3 separate regions of the Bombyx mori genome follow, and all the other regions are linked to region 3. A link is a contact called in public Hi-C data. All regions are on one chromosome and are shown on one strand. The core of a region is the stretch at or near the end of the contact, and the rest is flanking DNA. Distances in the headings are between cores, read along the strand shown. Region 1 overlaps LOC101741421 (inositol 1,4,5-trisphosphate receptor). Region 2 overlaps LOC101738244 (serine/threonine-protein kinase Wnk). Region 3 overlaps LOC101740855.

Region 1 (4,380 bases), core at 1,390-3,889, 240 kb before region 3:
CACTAGATGTTACTCGCGGCTATGCTCGTGTGGTTACATAAAATTGTCGGTATAATGTCCCGTAGGAATGAGACGTTTTTTTCGGGATCCAAGGTGCCCTGTGTCACCATCTTGGCCTAAAACTGTCATTTTAAAGAATCACGTCAGTCCATTGCGTCTTTTCCACGTGAAAAAAGCACAAACAAACACTCTTTCACATTTATAACATGAATATATTGGATATACGGATTATATATGAATTTCTTCGTTGTTTCATCACAGATGGTGAACGCCGGCGAGGATGTCTTGGTCTTCTACAATGACAAAGTTTCGTTCAATTACTTCATACAGATGATGAAACAGTACAAAGAGAAAGGGGAAATGCCCGAAGCTCTTACGTGAGTGGACACCTTGTAATACTAGATCACATACTAACTACTACTTCAGAGGATTTTGAGATGCTGTAGTCTAAATCGGATTTACATATCATTCATATTCTTAGAACTTATATCTCAAGGTGGGTGGCGCATTTACGTTGTAGATGTCCATGGGCTACAGTAACCACTTAACGCCAGGTGGGCTGTGAGCTCGTTCACCCATCTAAGCAATAAAAAAAGACTAAGATTTGAGAAGACCTCATAATTAAACAAGGTCAACTGAAATTAACGCCATCTATACTAACATATTAATCTACAGTGTTTTTTACGGATGTTCCGTTATAACTACTGAGCCATGCATCCGAATGACTTGAAACTTGGTATCCATGTAGAAAATACATGTGCTTAATGGATAGGCTAATATTCTATGTAATAAAGATAATACTTACCTTATCTTTGACGACACGCACGGTACTGTATTGAGTGTGGATTCGATAGTGACGTGGTCAAATTCGCCACCAGATACCACATCCAGCTCGTGAAGCTGCTGACGTGCTGCACTATGGGGAAGAACGTGTACACGGAGATCAAGTGCCACTCGCTGCTGCCGCTGGACGACATCGTGTCCGCCATCACCAACCCGCACTGCATCCCCGAGGTGACGACCGCCGACTGGGAGGGAACGCTCGCTTCAGGGCAGATGATCGTGTATCATTGGTCCAGCACGGTTTATTTACTGTTGGTAGGACCTCTTGTGAGTCCGCACGGGTAGGTACCACCACCCTGCCTATTGCTGCCGTGAAGCAGTAATGCGTTTCGGTTTGAAGGGCGGGGTACCCGTTGTAACTATACTGAGACCTTAGAAGTTATATCTGAAGGTGGGTGGTGCATTTGCATTGTAGATGTCTATGGGCTCCAGTAATCAATTAACACCGGGTGGGCTGTGAGCTCGTCCACCCATATAAGCAATTTTCATTTCGCTTAATACGCGACATTTATCTTTGTAATGAAAGGTCCGTTTTATTTGGTATTAGCATCAACAATTCGATGTTTTTAATTGAACTTCAATTATATTTACTCCATTCTAATAGCTAACGACTTTTTTTGTCATGATAGTTTTTCCAAAATTTGAAACTTTAAATGGTTCTCATGTAAGTTACAAAAATTCATTCGTACATAAGGACGGGTGAAAGACATTTGATTCAAGCGTCTGTTTTAAAACAATTAAAAAAAACAAAATGTGTGCAATTCACACGTGGTAGAAGTGAAACCTTCCAAAATTAAAATACAATTATCCTAAACGTCTTAAGTATATGTAAAATTTTGTCATTAGTAAATAATTGTAAGGTAGCGCCCTCTGTGAATTGATATTTTAATTTCACGTATAATCCTAAATTAAAATTCACTACAAGAGCTTTCATACACACGTTAGTATTAAAAAATCTCACAGATGGCGCTGTATTAAATAGTATGTATATTTCTGTCTCATTCTTTGCTGGCTTCATCCTACACATTTTTGTATTTGTGTCTTTTACCTGTCGTTTTTTCCGTTGCATCCAGTTTGAAATCACAACGATTCTAAAGAAGTTTTCACTTCAAAAATCTAACAATCTCACCGAAAGTGAACGTAATTACCAATCAATCTTCGTGCGTATGCGACTGTTTAGAGTAAAATTAAAATTATTTTTCATAAAATTTTATTTTCGTTGTCTACACAATTGTGTAGACAACGACTTTCCAAGCAAAATCAAAACTACACACGACAAATGAATGTAATTATGTTTAGGTGAAAGAAGCGTACGTGGGCTTCCTGAACCACTGCTACATCGACACGGAGGTGGAGATGAAGGAGATCTACAGCAGCAACTACATGTGGGACCTGTTCGAGCGCTCCTTCCTCCAGGACATGCACGCCATCCTGCAGAGCGGCGCCGCCTGTGAGTACCCGCTTTATTACTGAACCACAAGGACAAAAGAATGATTATTTGAATTTTTAGTACGCGTCAATATTATTACCTGTACTACGGCTACCGGACCACATAGGTAAATTCCGTTCCGCATCCCGAAATATGAGCTTGAGTTTTATCAGATCATGAACCAGGAAAATATGACTGGCAGAACCACGCGCGACTAGGTAATGCGACTGCACCTCATGTCCGAGGTGTACAGCTACTGTTTAGTGACGTGTGTGGGTTCCGGCTCACCCCCCTCCCCTCCCCCAGGGTCGGACGTGCCGTCGTCGTCGCACAAGCCGTCCACCACCAGCACGCACCGCGCCTGGGTCAACTACGTCACCGACGTGCTCATGCACACCATATGCACGTTCTTCAACTCGCCCTTCAGCGACCAAAGCACAACCGTGCAGGTAACTGTCACTGCCATTGTTTATATACACTCTCTACATTTAAATTGTATATGTTTTGAGCAAGGATGTTACTGAAACATAAATCGACTGTGGCTTGATGAGTAAGTCTTTATAATTTTACTGGTGGTAGAACCTCTTGTGAGTCCGCACGGGTAGGTACCACTACCCCGCCCATTTCTGCCGTGAAGTAATGCGTTTCGGCTTGAAGGATGAGGCAGCCGTTGTAACTATACTGAGACCTTAGAACTCATATCTCAAGGTGGGTAACGGCATTTATGTTATAAATGTCTATGGGCTCCGGTAACCACTTAACATTAGTTGGGCCGTGAACTCGTCCAGATATCTAAGCAATAAATAAAAAATTATAGATTTGCGTATTTACTAGAATAGCAATATTCCCTACGATATTGTCATATATTGAAATCGTCATAATTTCGATTTTGAATTATGAACCAAAGTTGTATCGGTATTTAATAACCACACTATCACTATTGCAATTTTAATATTAAACACACCCACGTCCTGTCCTAAAAAAGGACCTTTGTTTTTTTCAACTGTCAATAATTAAATTTAAAATTGTAAGATGTCAGTTCATTACAAACAATTCAGGACAATTTCGTTTATTGAGAGAATACTAGTATTTAGGACTTGTTCAGAAAAGAATGACGAAGTCCCCCAAATCGAATCTGCGCTTGCCAAATCACATTACTAAAACATTCAGATCGCTCTATATTTGTTGTCAAGTAATTATTGCCCCGCATGGGAGGGGTGGCGCCGTGTCCTCGTCGCAAAAATAGGAAACGACTTGTCGTTGCCGAGTGTTGTGGCATCGATGCTCGGCGACGACGAGTCGTGGAAGGCGATGCTCGACTTCTGCGAGTGCACCATCTCGCAGAAGGAGGCGGCGGGGCGCGTGAGAGACGCACAGGCCCGCCGCCGTCGAGCGGGGGCCAGGGAGGCGGATATCGCCCAAGCCCTGGCCCTCTAAGTGTTTCGGGTCCCCTCACATGTCGGCCTGGGGACCGGCGAAGGGGGCCTAAGAAGACGACGTGCAAGCTGCTCTGCACGCGTTTTATGCATGAGCATCCGGGTGATGGAAGGCCGGCTATCCTCAACCCACGCTGGTTCTGACCCAGCGGGGTATTCCGTAGGATAGACCATTCTAACCGGCGCCATCTAGGCGGGCTTCGGATAGCCTGCCGACCGAGAGGGCTGGTGTTCGTGGCGCCGACGACCGCCAGTCCGGCGTCCCGAGGGGGAGGGTGATGAGAGAGATGTGCTCCGCACTAAACGCTTCACTTTCCCCCCTTTGCCTTTTCATGAGTTTTGTCTCATGCGAGGTTTGGACGTTGGTTGTTGAGAGACAGGAGGTTTTAGTCGGTTCGACTCCGACATGCCCCGCCCTCCATCCCCAGTGAAGGGCGGAAGTCCGGCGATTTCCTCCTGACAAAAAAAAAAAAAAAAGTAATTATTGTCCTCTGCAATTCACGAAACTTCATAATTATATGTTATTCTCCTATGCTACCGCTGGACCTGGAATACGACTGTGTGAGTGTTAAAAATCTATTAATTCCGTAAATCGGACCACAGATTTGAATCCTGTGCTATTATTACACACATTGGCATTCTAATATTGATATTCAGATACAAGTAATACCA
Region 2 (4,106 bases), core at 487-2,986, 180 kb before region 3:
AAATAGACAAAATAAAACAAATCACACAACTTCACTGCTCGCGTTCCCGCCAAAGAGTCTTTAGAAATATTCGTTATGATTCGACCATAGGATACGGAATATATAGAATGGAGCAGCACTCTGCCGGTCGTACCTTATCGATGTTGAGTCGCAGCGCGGAGTGGTGCGCGTGGCTGAGCACGGGCGTGGCGGCGGGGTCGGCGATGAGCTGCCGCACGATGTCGCGGATGAGCTCCATGAACGTCGCGCTCTGCCACTCCGGGAGCAGGTTGTTCGACACCTGCAACACGCTAACATGTACTGCTGCACTGGGCTCATTAATTAAAACACCCGAGAGGGACTTTACTGGTGGTAGGACCTCTTGTGAGTCCGCGCAGGTAGGTACCACCGCCCTGGCTATTTCTGCCGTGAAGCAGTAATGCGTTTCGGTTGGAAGGGTGGGGCAGCCGTTGTACTGTTCAAAATGAGACTTTACAACTCATGTCTCAAGGTGGGCGGCGCATTTACGTTGTAGATGTCTATGAGCTCCGGTAACCATTTAACACCAGGTGGGCCGTGAGCTCGTCCACCCACCTAAGCAATAGAAATAGAGATTGAGAAACGGGGCGTCGACTCACGAGATTGCTGGCGATCTCCTCCGGGTTGACATCGGTGACGTCGAACTTGAACGTGACGGTCTTGGACTTGGACTCGAGCTGGCACTCCACCCCGGTCCCGGCCTCGTTCACCTCCAGCACCGTCAGCTTCGGGAGCTTGTCCTTCTCCCGGGAACGCTTCTTCGAGCCGCGAGATTTCTTCTCGTTGGTTACCGGCGATGAAATGGCTGTGCCTAGTAAAAGTTTACATGTCGTTAAGTATGTAGTATCATGAAGCTTTTTTTTATTGCTTTGATGGGTGTTAAGTGGTTACTGGAGCCCATAGACATATACAACGTAAATACCGCCACCCACCCTGAGATATAAGTTCTAAGGTCTCAGTATAGTTACAACGGCTGCCCCACCCTTCAAACCGAAACGCATTACTGCTTCACGGCTGAAATAGGCAGGGTGGTGGTTCGGACTCACAAAGGTCCTACCACCAGTAATTACGCAAAATATAATTTTGCGGGTTGGATTTTTATTACACGATGTTATTCCTTCACCGTGGAAGTCGATCGCGAACATTTGTTAAGTACGTATTTCATTAGAAAAATTGATACCCGCCTGCATTTTCTAATAAATAAATAAAAAATTACCTTCGGCTGGTGTGTCAGCTTGTTTCTCATCAACGGAACCCAACTCTGGCTGTCTGACTGCATCTGCGGGTACACTGCTGGAGGGTACGTCCGTCATTGGAGTTAGGAACTGCTCCTTTTGACCACCGTTCACGTGGAAGCCGGTCTCTTCCAAGTTCAACCTCTGGGGGACCGACTCGTGCGGCGCGGGATGGGATGGGATCGGCTGGGGATGCGCCGGAGTCGGGTGCGACTGGGCTGCCGGTATCGACTGTATCGGCTGACTGATGAGTTGCGTTGGCGGGATGGCCTGGGACTGCGGGATGGATGGAACCTGCTGCGGCTGCGACAAAGGTTGGGAGATCGTAGCGTTTTGAGGCAGGACCTGAGCGGGTTGTTGGACAGTTTGCATGGTCTGCGGAACTGAGTGCATGGGCGGAGGCATGGATTGGATTGGCATAGTCTGAGCCATGGATGCGGGCTGCATCGTCGGCATCCCCTGTGTGGACTGCGGGAGCGACTGAACAGGCTGCGAGATGGAATGCTGTATGGGTTGGTTCGGTTGAGGCAACGCTTGCACGGGCTGAGGCATCGACTGGACCGGTTGAGGCACGGACTGCGTGTGCATGGGCTGGGTCATTTGTTGAGGAATACTTTGTGCGACGCTCATTTTCTGCACATTATCTTGCATGGTCTGCGCCATTGAGGACGGAATAGACGACTGCATCATCTGCATCTGCTGGTTTTGTTGCTGGTACATCTGCAGGGGATTCGAAGTATAGTTCTGCACGGGCGTTCCCTCGTGACTAGATATCTGCCTGTCCTGTTGGACAACGTTGAAGTTCTGCGCCATTTGCAAATTGTGAGGAAGAGACTGCCCCTGCATCTGATGCACTTTGTGGTGGTAGGGGTCCTCAGACTGAAGAGTTTGTTTCTGCAGATCCAAATACTGATGTTGGTACTGTAGCTGATCGACTGACACTTGTTGCTGTAGGGCTGGCTTCTGATAGTCCTGCATCATCATCTGCTGGTCGTGTACGTCTGTGGTGGAACTGATCTGGCTCTGCTCTGACGCTTGTCTCTGGTACATGGGCCGTTGGGCTCGCAACATCTCCTCCATCTTCTGTTGTTGCTGACCGATTAGTTGTTGTTTCTGGGCCAAATACGCAATATTCTGCGGGTCTATGTACTTCTGTTGCGCCTGCATCTGCCACTCTTGCTGAGCCAAATACTGCTGCTGCAACGTTCTCAAGTGCTGCGGGGAGAGCGTCTGTCCGGGGATATACAGGTGCTGTTGGTTAAGCATTTGCTGCTGCAACGCATACTGTTGTTGCGCCAGCATTTGCTTCTGCATATTGAGTTGCTGCTGCACTTGCGCGACTTGCTGCTGGGCTTGTTCCACTTGCTGCTGCTGAGCGAATATAGCAGGATCCACGGCCGTCAACATCGGCTGAACGTATTGTTGGTTCTGCTGTATGGATACGTTTTGTTGCTGCATCTGCATCCCTATCAAGTTTTGCATCTTCTGTTTCAGCTCTTGCTCCTGAAGTTGTTCGTTTTCTGTTTGCATGGGTGGCACCGCGGTCTGCGCTTGAGTTTGGGGTTGGGTTTCAGATTCAGACTCCTTTCTTGTTTGCAACGTTTCTGGTCTATGAATGATTTGAGCTAAAATATTCTGTAAGTTCTGCAAGGAGGGATCTAGGATCTGATTGTTGACCACGGACTGGGGAGCGTTCATGATGTGCTCCTGTGTTGTCAGTTGTTCTTCAAACTGCTTCTGCTGGATGGCGGCTGCCTGCTGAGCAATGATGTTCTGTTGGCGCTGGATAATTTGCTGCTGTAAGACTTGACTCTGGTTATTGATCTCGGCGGTCAGCTGCTGGTTGAGGAGGTTCGGTTGAATCTGATTCTGCGAAACTGTCGGTTCGAGGATCTGCTGGGTTTGTTGTTCCATCAACACCTGACCTTGGACGGTTTGTTCCAGCATGTGCTGGTTTAAGAGATTCTGCTCCATTAGGGCCTGGAAATAAAATCACAAATAATTGCAATTTGTGAGCGAAATTTAACCAAATTTAACAATGACTCTGATCAGTCCTGCACATTATGGAAGGCCATACTTTAATATACATGTTCTAATATCAGAAATCTATATACATATATATAAAAAATGAATCGTTGCTGTTCGTTAGTCTCGCTAAAACTCGAGAACGGCTGGACCAATTTGGCTAATTTTGGTCTTGAATTATTCGTGGAAGTCCAGAGAAGGTTTAAAAGGTAGATAAATATGAAAATTCTCGGAATCAAATAAAAATAACAATTTTGTTTTTCCTTTGATGTGTCCCCCGTCGGACAGATTCCTTTTGTTTGTTTTAGGTTTATTTTATACAAAAGCTTAGGTCTTTTATTTATCGATTAAGGCACTACGAAGTCTTTCAGGTCAGCTAGTATAAATATATTTCTTTGTAGAAATACACAAAGACCTAAATTCACGAGAAACTTGAAATCGATATAATATCTGTATGTAATTACTGGTTATGAAATTTAAAAGTTTCCGTACTTGCTGTTTCAGCTTATGCTCGAGCAGCGCATGCTGCAGATGCTGTTCTGACGGCGACATCCTGGCCTGCATCAGGTTGTGCTGCAGTAGCTTCATGGCGGTCTCCTCGTTGTTCAGCTGGTGGAACTGTTGCTGAAGCAGTTGCTGCTGAGCCTGCAGGAGTTGGGATTGTTGGCCTAGCCTGTCACAGAAATTGGGGAACTCTCTGTACTAGGCAACGTGTCGCGAGTGATCTCTCTGACAGTCTAGAACTCTATCTAACACTAATACGATCGTCTCGTAATTATATGAATGATTTTTCAAGGCTTTTAAGTGCTTAAAAGTTCTACAGCAAGA
Region 3 (4,380 bases), core at 1,729-4,228:
AAGTTAATTACCTAAAGGTAACTAACTACCTACCTAACAACTAAACAGTGCCACCCCTATCGAAAAACTCTATTGTCCCCATACGTGACCCGAATCACCCCAAAAGCCAAGGTGGATCAGGTCAAGCTAGTTTTTTAAGTTTTTGTGTATATTTATCAATGAACTATGCATAATAACGCATCGTATATGACAATTTTAACCTCTGGAACCGTTTTAAACTCAATTTTATTGGTATTAACCTAAGAAAAACCGCTGAAATGTGTGTTGGAATTGGAAAGCGTCCCGATTCCCCCAATCTACTGTACCAAAGGTTTAGTGCCGTCAACAAAAACAACTGAATTAGTTCAGCTAAATTTTTTAAATTTACTTTTAATTCACCGTCGGCAACATTATGTTGTATGCGTGGATCCATTATTTGTATATACAATTGTAACACTTTAACTAACTACGTTAAGGTTTATTTTCCTTTGTTTCATCACATTCGGGTACGAGAGGCTGCTGATTGTCTATCAAATGATGCCAATCATCATAACGAGTGAGAGCACTTCTTAAACTAACATTTCAATATAATGAATTCGTGTCGAATTTTTTTTTTTTACAAAATATCTTGTTACTTTGCTTTCAATATGTTAACGACTTCAGAGTACAGTTGACAGCAAACAGAGTTAATTTATCGAAAAAATCTGTACAGTTAACAAAAAAGGAAAAACTCATTTTGAAAGCAAAACATCAAATACAAAAGGTGATATCACAAAACGTTAAAAAAAAAAAAGACCATTTTCACATAAGTGTGACGGGACATTTCAAACATCAAACTTAAACATATGTATATACAACTTAATTGCAAACAAACATACATATTCCGTTTCGCTTAATCATCAATCAAGATCATAATTACTTATTTTAAAATCGTTCAATCGCTATTTTGTATGATATTAACGATTAATATCATTAACCACTGAATAATATCGAATAATTCTATTGGATTTTCTTTTCCTGTCAAGCTGTAAACCGATAACAGCGCACGAGGTCTTATGTGATTGATCATTGTGAAGGATCTATAGTTTGGTTTGGCCACAAATGACGTCACACGCAATGTAGCCGGTTTTCGGACAAAACTAGAACTGTCCAGTTTCCTATTGACGTGTAACAACAACCCTGCGAAAGCGAGGCATACTATAGGGACATTATTGGTAGAAGCGTGTACAATATAAAATTTAGTATAAAAAGACAACGTTAATTGAATAGCAATGGCTCGTTATGCAGTAATGAGAAAAAAAAGCCCGACAATAGAGCTTTAAAGTCGGATTTCGACTTTTCAAGTCGCACTTCCAAATTTAAATTTAGTATTAAAGCGCAGAAACAAAAACTAGAGATAAATAAGTACAAAGCCGATATTCTATATACAGCTGGTATTTTTAAAGACGTAAAAAAATATATTTCAATGTTGTATATCATCACTTGTCGGACGGACTATAGTCACACTCCGTATAAATATAAAACAAGTTATGCAAGAGTGAAGCAAATAAAAGATACATTTAAAGTCCCAATAAGTATTGACAAAAAAGAAACATTAAAAAAAATTTTTACAATTTTTTAATATGTAACATTGTTGAATAATATAATAACTTTAACGAGAATTTTATATTATAAAAAATTTTGAAACATTTTTGTAGCGGACCGAATTGTGATTCTAAACCATTCTCGAACATTCCACTTGAATAGGCCTAAAATCGGTCAACCTTTTACGAAGAGTTCAGTCACACACGCCAGAGAAGATTTGTATATATGAAACTTTATTCTTACATATTATCTACTGTTATATGTGTGTGTGGTATTTGTTATTGTCATGTAAATCATTACTTAAAGTAATCATAATTATCGATGTTAATTAACAAAAATCGACCGGGGTTGTTGTTACACGTTGTTCGATGTGTCGTGTGTCGGTTTTGTACTCGAGGAAGCTTTAGAGTTTGGTTCCTTTCAAACTTACAGTAGTTGATGTCGTATTACACAAAACTTAACGTTATACAAATTGGTGACACCTTCAAAAACGTATCCTAGGAGAGTACCAGGTGTTCGCGTCGTGTGCGAGCGAGAGGGGGGGGGGGGCGGAGGAAGCGAGACAGAGTCCGTATTTACATATTCGAGCGGCACCGGTGTATATATACAAGAGCGGGAGCTTACGTAACTAATATAAGGGCACTTGGTCGGTGACCGTTTGGCACAGGTTCGGTCGGATCAGTCGATGACGACATACGGCAGCGCCAGCACGTCGCCCAGCGTGGCGCACTCGTGCCACTCCGCGAACTGCGCGGGGCGGGGCGGGCGGCCCAGCGCGTCCACCGCGCCCGCCGCCGCGCCCGCCGCCGCGCCCTCCGCCGCGCCCGCCAGCGCCGCCCGCAGCGCGCCCTCGTGCTCCGGCAGCGCCAGCACGGGCGCGCGGCTCATCTGCGTGTAGTCGTAGCGCGTGCTGTCCAGCGCGCGGGAGCACAGCGCCACCAGGGTCCGCCCGTCCACCGTCTCCTCTTTCTTCTCCGGCTTCACCTCTTTCGTTCTCTCGACGGTGCGGTGCTCCTGGGGTTCAGTCTCGAACTGCTCTTCGACTTCCATCCGAGGGTGAGGCTCGTTCTTGCCGAACTGCGTCTCCTCTTCGTTGGAGAGCAGCGGCGCCTTGAGCCGCTCGCTTGGCTCGAGGCTCGGGACGCCAACCATCTCGGACTCAACCTTCGAAGAGTCTGGTTTAGGTTTACCGTCGGGCCGGTCGTCGAGTCCGGCCTCTGGATCGGTATCCGGGTCTTCCGGCTCCCGCTTCACCACCGGCTCGTCTACCGGATAGGGACGAATCGGAGGGGGCGACGGGGGTGGAGGCGGCGAGGGGGGCGCAGGCGCGAACTCCGTCCACGGTAGGTGCGGACAGATCGGAACCCGCGACATGTTTTTGACACAGTAGTCGTCCGCATAATCTGAGTAATTGTACAGGGGTACGACGCTGGTAAAGAGATCGGGGTCGTCAGGTCTGGCGGGGGGCCGCACCGCGAAGGGGTGGGGCAGGGGGGGCGCTCGCGTGCCGTTGACGCCGGGCACGTACGTGTGGTGCAGCGCGTGCACGTGCAGCGGCTGCAGGACCCGCCGGCTCGCCGCCGGACAGTGTTCGTCCTCTTGCTCCTCCCCGCACGTGCACTCCACGCCCTCTTCCTCCATCTCGGAGATGAAAACGGGCGCGGCGGGGACCGGGGTCGTCACCGCCGGCGCCGGAGATGAACCGTTGCGAAGCGGGGAGCTCACCTTTACAGGACACGCTGAAAGAAAATCTTGTTTCAACCTTCACCTCTCTGGTTGTCTGGTAGAAAATTTATGTAAATGAATACTAACGTTCAGGTTCAATGAGCATGACGTCAGGCGAGGCGGGCGGGGAGGCCACCGGGGAGCCGGGGGAGAGGGGTTTCCCTCGTGACTGAATCTGTTCTAGCAGTTCCTTTGTTGTCTTCACCTAAAGAAAAAAAGCCTTTAATCTGATTTTAGTTTACAAACATTAATGCACCCAACAGCGAGAAGGATCATCAAAAATACATAAAATATTATCAAAATTAAATGGATAAGTAGATCTTATTCGTGTATGGATGTAATGAACGGAAAGCACAATAAAACTACGCGTGCGGCACATGACGATACTTTTTAACTGTCCTAGCTTCAGGCTTGAGTGGATAGGGCTGCCATTTTACAATAATACTGAATTAAGTATCAGTTTTTTTTTCCTACCTATGCTGATAGCCTTGTGAGGCTATTTCAGCTTCTCCTTGGCGTGTAGGTGAGCTCACGGGGCTCGAGCCGGAGTGTTGATAACACTGGCCCCAGCAAGAGCAGTGCTTCGCAGAATCTACCAGCGAATCCGAAACGCGACCCACTGAGAAGATCCGGCGAGAAACTCAGTGGGCTGTGTCTATGGGGTTAGTTTACTCGTCGAGCCCTTTCGTCGCAAGCGCAGGTTCGACGAGGACGGTGACCGGTGCTTGAGGGGTATCAGTGAGCAGAGACTAGCACTATCGCAATAATCTTATGACTCATAATTAAAATTGACAAAAAGATCGTGTTGGGGCATCATATACCACGTCATACCACGTCTAGTTTTATGTCAAATGTCCATATTGTGTATGCGTGTGTGCGTTACCTTCTTGCCCCCGGCGGGCGGCAGGCGGTGCACGAGCGCGGCGTAGGGGTCGGGGGGCCGGGTCCCGTTCCGGCGGTGGGGGGCGGCCCCGTTGCGCGCCCCCCACCCCGGCTCCGCTGTGGTCTCCGAGCCGGACCCGGCGCGACTGTGAACTCTGACATTAGTACAATGTTCCATTCATTATTCCTGTTCAATTCTTCATTCAATTT

The links. Hi-C and Micro-C count contacts between places; a contact is called where the count stands out from the background.
Region 1: a contact with region 3 is called in a Hi-C map of posterior silk gland, with 2.0 times the contacts expected there. The contact joins two enhancer-like sites. A contact is called at or near these places in 2 of 7 Hi-C or Micro-C datasets (middle silk gland and posterior silk gland).
Region 2: a Hi-C map of posterior silk gland shows a contact between it and region 3, with 2.6 times the contacts expected there. The contact joins two enhancer-like sites. A contact is called at or near these places in 2 of 7 Hi-C or Micro-C datasets (middle silk gland and posterior silk gland).

Annotation. Positions count from the first base shown.
Region 1 is chr27:2,149,555-2,153,934 of ASM3026992v2, reverse strand. It overlaps LOC101741421 (inositol 1,4,5-trisphosphate receptor), which reads left to right. Exons shown (of 59, transcript XM_062676440.1): 31 at 262-377; 32 at 879-1,014; 33 at 2,143-2,293; 34 at 2,579-2,721. Among protein-coding and RNA genes, the nearest start is that of TRNAM-CAU, 18 kb to the right of the region's middle. Within about 2 kb of position 2,639, at least 3 of the 8 cell types and tissues checked have open chromatin away from gene starts, as enhancers often do.
Region 2 is chr27:2,083,236-2,087,341 of ASM3026992v2, reverse strand. LOC101738244 (serine/threonine-protein kinase Wnk) reads right to left here. Exons shown (of 34, transcript XM_038021020.2): 17 at 3,771-3,951; 18 at 1,235-3,233; 19 at 618-829; 20 at 134-280. Among protein-coding and RNA genes, the nearest start is that of LOC101738380, 30 kb to the left of the region's middle. Within about 2 kb of position 1,736, at least 4 of the 8 cell types and tissues checked have open chromatin away from gene starts, as enhancers often do.
Region 3 is chr27:1,905,574-1,909,953 of ASM3026992v2, reverse strand. It overlaps LOC101740855, which reads right to left. Exons shown (of 10, transcript XM_038021030.2): 8 at 4,172-4,316; 9 at 3,376-3,493; 10 at 1-3,302. The coding sequence ends at 2,242. Among protein-coding and RNA genes, the nearest start is that of LOC101740855, 27 kb to the right of the region's middle. Within about 2 kb of position 2,978, at least 4 of the 8 cell types and tissues checked have open chromatin away from gene starts, as enhancers often do.